Regions from separate parts of the Mus musculus genome. Here region 2 is linked to region 1. Evidence: chromatin contacts called from public Hi-C data. All regions are on one chromosome and are shown on one strand. Each heading gives the region's core, a stretch centred on a gene start, on an enhancer-like site or on the middle of the called end of the contact. The rest is flanking DNA. Distances are from core to core; before and after follow the strand shown.

Region 1 (2,700 bases), core at 76-2,575:
AGTGAGTTCCAGAACAGTCAAGGGCCATACAGAGAAACCCTGCCTCGAAAAAACCAAAAAAAAAAAAAAAAAAAAAAATTGTGAAGTAGAAATTGACAACTAAAGAAAGGTCAATAAGACCTTCGTCTGTCTCTGTCTCTCTCTCAAATTATTAGGACAAATTTATTTATTTTAAAAATTAGTACAGATATAAAATATAAACTCAAAATGAAAATGGCAGAGCCCAAATTGCCAGCTCTAAAACAGAGAAGAAAATACCCTGTTTCCTGAGCATTATAGGAAGTTTATGGAATCAGTCAATACGTGAAACCATAAAGTAAGTCTCAACGGATTTGAATAGAACAAACTTCAGAGTGCCTTATCGCACTCCAATTAAATTAATGACGGAGAGGTAGAAGTTTGCCAAGTGTTTGGAAGCGAAGACATGCCTTTCCGTAGGTCACATAGATCTAAAAATGTATGATTGTGGACATCAGACAATACTTCAAACCAAAGAATAATGACAACACAAACTTTTATGATGTGTAGAACTTAACAGATCTAGAGGGAACTGTATTTCCTGAAATGTATGTATTAGCAAAGAAAGAGAAGGTTTTAAAAAAAAAGAACCTTTTTTAAAAACAAAATCGTAACTCTGGGCCTCGGGGTGTGGCTTAAGGGTAGAGCTCTCACCTGGCTTCCGGAGCCCTAGAAGAGCTAACTCTTCACAAGCCATCGGTGTAGCTGACCAAGGAAAAAGGAGGCACAAATAATTAACACGGGGCATGCACAAGGACATACCACCACAGGTGCTGTGGATGCTCGACACAGCAGTGCGTTTCCGTGGTAACTTTTGCCAGGAAATTTGAAGTGTTAAGATGCAGATAAATCCCTATGTGTGTGAGACAACAGAACAGACTGAAGAAGTAACATGGGTCGGTCCTGTAGCTGTTTAAGAGGCTGGGTCACAAAGTCTAGGAGGGGAAGATTAACTCTTGAGGTACGTGTGCATGCATGGATTTAGGTGTCTAGATCCATGCAGTGCCTGCAGTGGCCAGAAGAGGGTGCCAGGTCGAGAGAAGCTGGGTTTTTCCATTGGCATAGAAGCGCTCAGCTGTCACACTCTGCTCTGCTTAGCCACGCTCCCACCCCCTGAGCAGCACCCGGGTGTCAAGGCAGGAGGCCTGTTTACTTGTGAAGGTCTCCAGGGACACCTAATAATATGTTGACTACTTGAAGGCCAGGTGGTGTCCCTGTCAAACGCAAAGACTTCCCGAGAGACTTTCAGCACAAGCTCTGCGTGGAGAACCATCTGCACGCAAGATAAACATCCCTTGATTTACAAGGAAGTTTCCATCGGACATTGAGAAAACTGCCGTAGCAGGCTTGTCCCCTCTGGAGCAATGACATTTGCCTGGCTCTTGCTGGCAGAATCTCAGGTTATTCCCCACGTGAAGACAAGGTCATTTCAAGTTCCCGAGGGGACTTTAGCACAAAGACAATTAAAAGGACCCTCTCTTATATCTTAAATCAGTTCTATGTGGAACTTACTTAATAAAGCCGCCTTAGACAGTTTTAGCAAACGTCGGCTGTGTCACATGGCAGATCTGTGTGCTCGGGTTCTCTTCCCTTTTACCATCCGGTCTTACAGATACTCTGAGAAGGACAGAGCGTGGCTAGAGCTGTCCTGGGGCAGTCATGGGTTTCTGGCCTAAGAGGCCTTGTGGGCAGGAATGAAGGTGACATCGGAGGAGCACACTCTGACCTTACCACTGGAGCAACAGCCACAATTATTTGCTCATTCTTCTTACATACCCACCCCAGCACGCAATTTTAAAAATAAAATAAATCCTTAAAAAGTAACATATTAGGAAAAACAACTTGGATTATCACACAGCTTTCACCTCCTCTGACGTTATGTGTACGTTGTGTATGAAGTATTTACGATGCATATTGCAGAGATTCAAAGAACGTGGTACCTGGTGAGAGGAGGGTTGCTTGGATTTGGATTCTTGTTTGTGAGCAGAGTTCTTGGTTCATTTTCTAGTTGGAGAGATGGTTCAGAGGCTAAGAGCCCCGGCCACGCTTCCAAAGGACCCACATTCGAGTCCCAGCACTCACGTGGCAGCTTACACCCACCTTGTAGCTCCAGTTCCTGGGATCTGGTGCTCTCTCAGCATCTCTTTGGGGAGTGCATGCATGAAGTACACAAATAGACACACATCTATACACATGCATTTTTTAATTATTTTTTTAAAGATAGAAACCAATATTTGTTTCAGGGCTGCAGACCTTATATGTCGTGTCTGTAGTATTCTGAGCCCCTGGTTTCTGCTCACCTGCGTCCCTCGCACACCTGCACCGCTAATCTTTCTTCTTGTCATCTGAATAGGAAAGAAAAAGTCGAAATTTAAAACTTTTAAGAAGCTGTTTGGGAAGAAGAAGAGAAAGGAATCCCCCTCACCCACAGGAAACAGCGCCTGGAAGCAAAATCCGGCCAAGAGCGAGGTCATTGCCGTTGAGGAGTCGGGGCCCGTGTATGACTCTGAAGATGAGCTGGAGTAAGTTGCTCTCATGTGCGTCTGGCTTGTGAGCCTCAAGAGGAGGGGGACACCGGGCACAGGAGGTGTCCGGAGCTCTTATCTTCAGTGCCTTAGGATCTTGTCTGTTTCTGAGCTTCCTCCCCACCTGGGTGATGTGAGAGCCTTGGGAGTCTCTTAG
Region 2 (2,700 bases), core at 200-2,699, 81 kb before region 1:
CTAATCACCAAGATCCTCTGGGTTTTTTTGTCCTCTGAAACCCTCCAGGAACTTCAAAAGCCACCCACAAGCACACACAAGTAAAGCCAGAGGCTTCTGATACTCTGGAAACAAAAATTCTTAGGTTAGAAAGGCAATTTACGGAGTCAATAAATATTTAGCGGTTACAGCCGTGCAGAATACGTGTTGATCTGAACAGCAAGCAACAGCAGGCTTAGGGTGGGTGGGTGAAGGCACAGGCTTGCTTGTAGTTGTTCAGTTTAGTTTGAGGATTTCAAACAAGGCAAACACACACCTAAGCAATTCATTTGCTCCTCTGTGAGTCACCTGCTCACTGTGAGTGGTTGTCAATTAGGAGACTGATTCATGATTTGTTTATGTTCTTTGAGGGAATTAATTTCATTTAACCATCAAAGGAGACTTTTAAGTGACTAGCTTGAACCAAAGGGATCGATTACACCCAAAAGTTAAAAAGGCAACTAACTTCCTTTCATGTACCCAACCAAATGAGATCTCTCGCCAGGTTCTTTCCTATTTTGTTTGGGATTTTGGTCTAATTTTAAAGTCCGCTTTTCAAGATAGAGGTGCAAGTGTGTGCTTCTTGGGTTTCTCTGCGTCCCTGGTCCCAAGATATCAGCCCCAAGGCTCAACGGTGGAGTATGGATTCCTCTAGATCTGACAGTGGCACTCTTAACATCGCTGCGGAAGTCAGAACTCAGGAACCACTCCACCCCAGTGCCACTGTCTGATGGGAGAATTCTCTTTTCTACCTGGGGCTCCTGCTACTGCAGCCTGGGCGTCCTGCTGGGGCTCAGCTGACATTCCTTGTACTTCACCCCTTGACCATGGCAGTGTCAGCAGGCCAAAAGAGGGCTCTCTCTGTAGGTAGCTTAGCTGAGGAGCCGGGGGGGGGGGGGGGGGGGGGGGGGCAGCCCGCTCCTTCCCCAAATGGGCCAGCTCCTCTGTTAGATGTAGGGGTGGGGACCGAAGCTGAGACGTCTCCTTCAGCTTTTTATCCCACACTTGCCAGTGCCACAGCAATGATTCACCTAGAGACGGGGCGGCAGCTTCCCTCATTAGCCCTCAGACGCTCGGACCCACAAGGTTATGAAACAACTTTTACTTTTTATCCGTATGCGCACGTTCCTCCCTGCCACCCGGGCGCCCACTCTCCGAGGCTCGGGTGACAGGGAGGTGGCGCGCAGGAGCCGCGATCGTGAGCGTCCTCGTCCTGGCGGTGGTCCCCCAGCCCTCGGACCTCGCGCAGGCAGGAGCCAGCCAAGCTCCCAGCTCTGCAGCGCCGCCACGTGGGGTGGCCAGGGTCCCGCGTGCCCGGCGGGAGCGGCGCGGGGGAGGCGCGCGGGCCTGGGCGGCGCGGAGCAGAGCTGAGCAGAGCGGAACAGCCGCGTCCGCCCCCGCCGGGCCGCGCGCAGCCGAGTCGGGAGCCGGGAGCGCGCGCCCAGCGCAGGGCCAGCGCGGCCGCCCGAGGGTCGCGCCCGCGTCCGCGTCCATCCCCCGGCCGCAGACCCCGCGCTACCCGCGCCCTACCGCCACCTGCTGCGCGGCGCCGCCGGCCCTCGACGCTGCGGCCGGGGGTCAGGGTGCACCCCGGCAGAGCAGCCCCCGCTTGTCCCCGCGGACTGAGCCCTTCCCGGCACGCTCGCCAAACACGGCCACGCTCCAGTGCCAGGTACCTGGGACAGTCTGAAATGGCGTGGCCACGCAGCATGCGTGGGGCGCAGACCCAGGGAGGTTGGAGGGAGCTGGGTTGGGGGTGAGAGTCTGACGCGTTCCCGAAGTCGCGTCCTGTCGTGGAGCTGGGGAGGTAGTGGCGAGAAGAGCTCAGGTAGCCCAGGGCCCTTTGGACGTGAAGGGTACCCACGCCACCCCTGTGGGGGCCACGTCCACGACACTATGGTCGGTGGGGCCGAGAGAAGCCAGACGCGCAAGTGCCCAAAGTTTTCCTCTGAGCGCTTTGCTGGACTTAACTTTGAAATGTGAGGCAGAGCTGAGCAGTTTAACCAGTTTTAACACTAAGAAAACGGGGGGGGGGGGGGGGGGGACAGGGCTTGCTGCCCGCGTTTCAGTTCTTAGTACCAGAGCATAATCGCGTCTGTCTCCCAGGGCCACGGAGAGGGAGACGGTGGACACACAGGCTGTCTTCCTTATGCTTCGGGTCATGGTTTATTTAACAGGCTTGGGGCTTAGGTTACAAGCCACCAGAGGGGAGTCTGAGTTTAATCTTAGACATAATCAGAATTTGAATCAACAAATATTTGCTGAGCAGTCATTTACTAACCGGCAGGACTTCGTTTTCAGTATGAGGTAGGTAGGTGTACAACTGCTGAGAGGCGGGGTAGTTACTCAAATGAGCAAGCGTTTGTTTTGTTTTGTTTTTGTTTGTTTTGTTTGTTTGTTTTTGTTTTTGAAATGCAAGGGGAAAGGAAGGCCGAGGTGTGACTGGACTTGTGGCCTGCAGGTGGCCAGTTGGCATTGTGTCAGAAATGAACCAGAAAATCCAAGTGGGAAGACAGGCACCTGTGTTGTTTGTCGCTCTCTTGGGAGCCCTCGCACCTTCCAGAACTATTTTAAAGTAAGCCCCTCCTTTGGTGGAGGCTGGGACTTCCTTCCATTTACCTAAATACATAGCAACCACGAAATAGAATCTCAGCCCTGATACTCATTGGGAGCTGGGTCATG

What was found. Hi-C and Micro-C count contacts between places; a contact is called where the count stands out from the background.
Region 2: a contact with region 1 is called in a Hi-C map of cerebral cortex, with 3 times the contacts expected there. The contact joins the promoter of Cracdl here to the enhancer-like site in region 1. A contact is called at or near these places in 1 of 39 promoter capture datasets (hippocampal neurons), 3 of 484 Hi-C or Micro-C datasets (cerebral cortex and embryonic stem cells), 1 of 115 datasets of contacts at active chromatin or transcription factors (embryonic stem cells) and 1 of 9 other capture datasets (adipose tissue).

Annotation. Positions count from the first base shown.
Region 1 is chr1:37,637,701-37,640,400 of GRCm38.p6, reverse strand. It overlaps Cracdl (capping protein inhibiting regulator of actin like), which reads left to right. Exons shown (of 10, transcript NM_028096.1): 3 at 2,372-2,540. Among named protein-coding and RNA genes, the nearest start is that of 4930470B04Rik, 14 kb to the left of the region's middle. Within about 2 kb of position 1,325, at least 34 of the 459 cell types and tissues checked have an H3K27ac peak or open chromatin away from gene starts, as enhancers often do. A contact at or near this core is called in cerebral cortex, where this site is marked.
Region 2 is chr1:37,718,560-37,721,259 of GRCm38.p6, reverse strand. It overlaps Cracdl (capping protein inhibiting regulator of actin like), which reads left to right and starts at 1,449. Exons shown (of 10, transcript NM_028096.1): 1 at 1,449-1,690.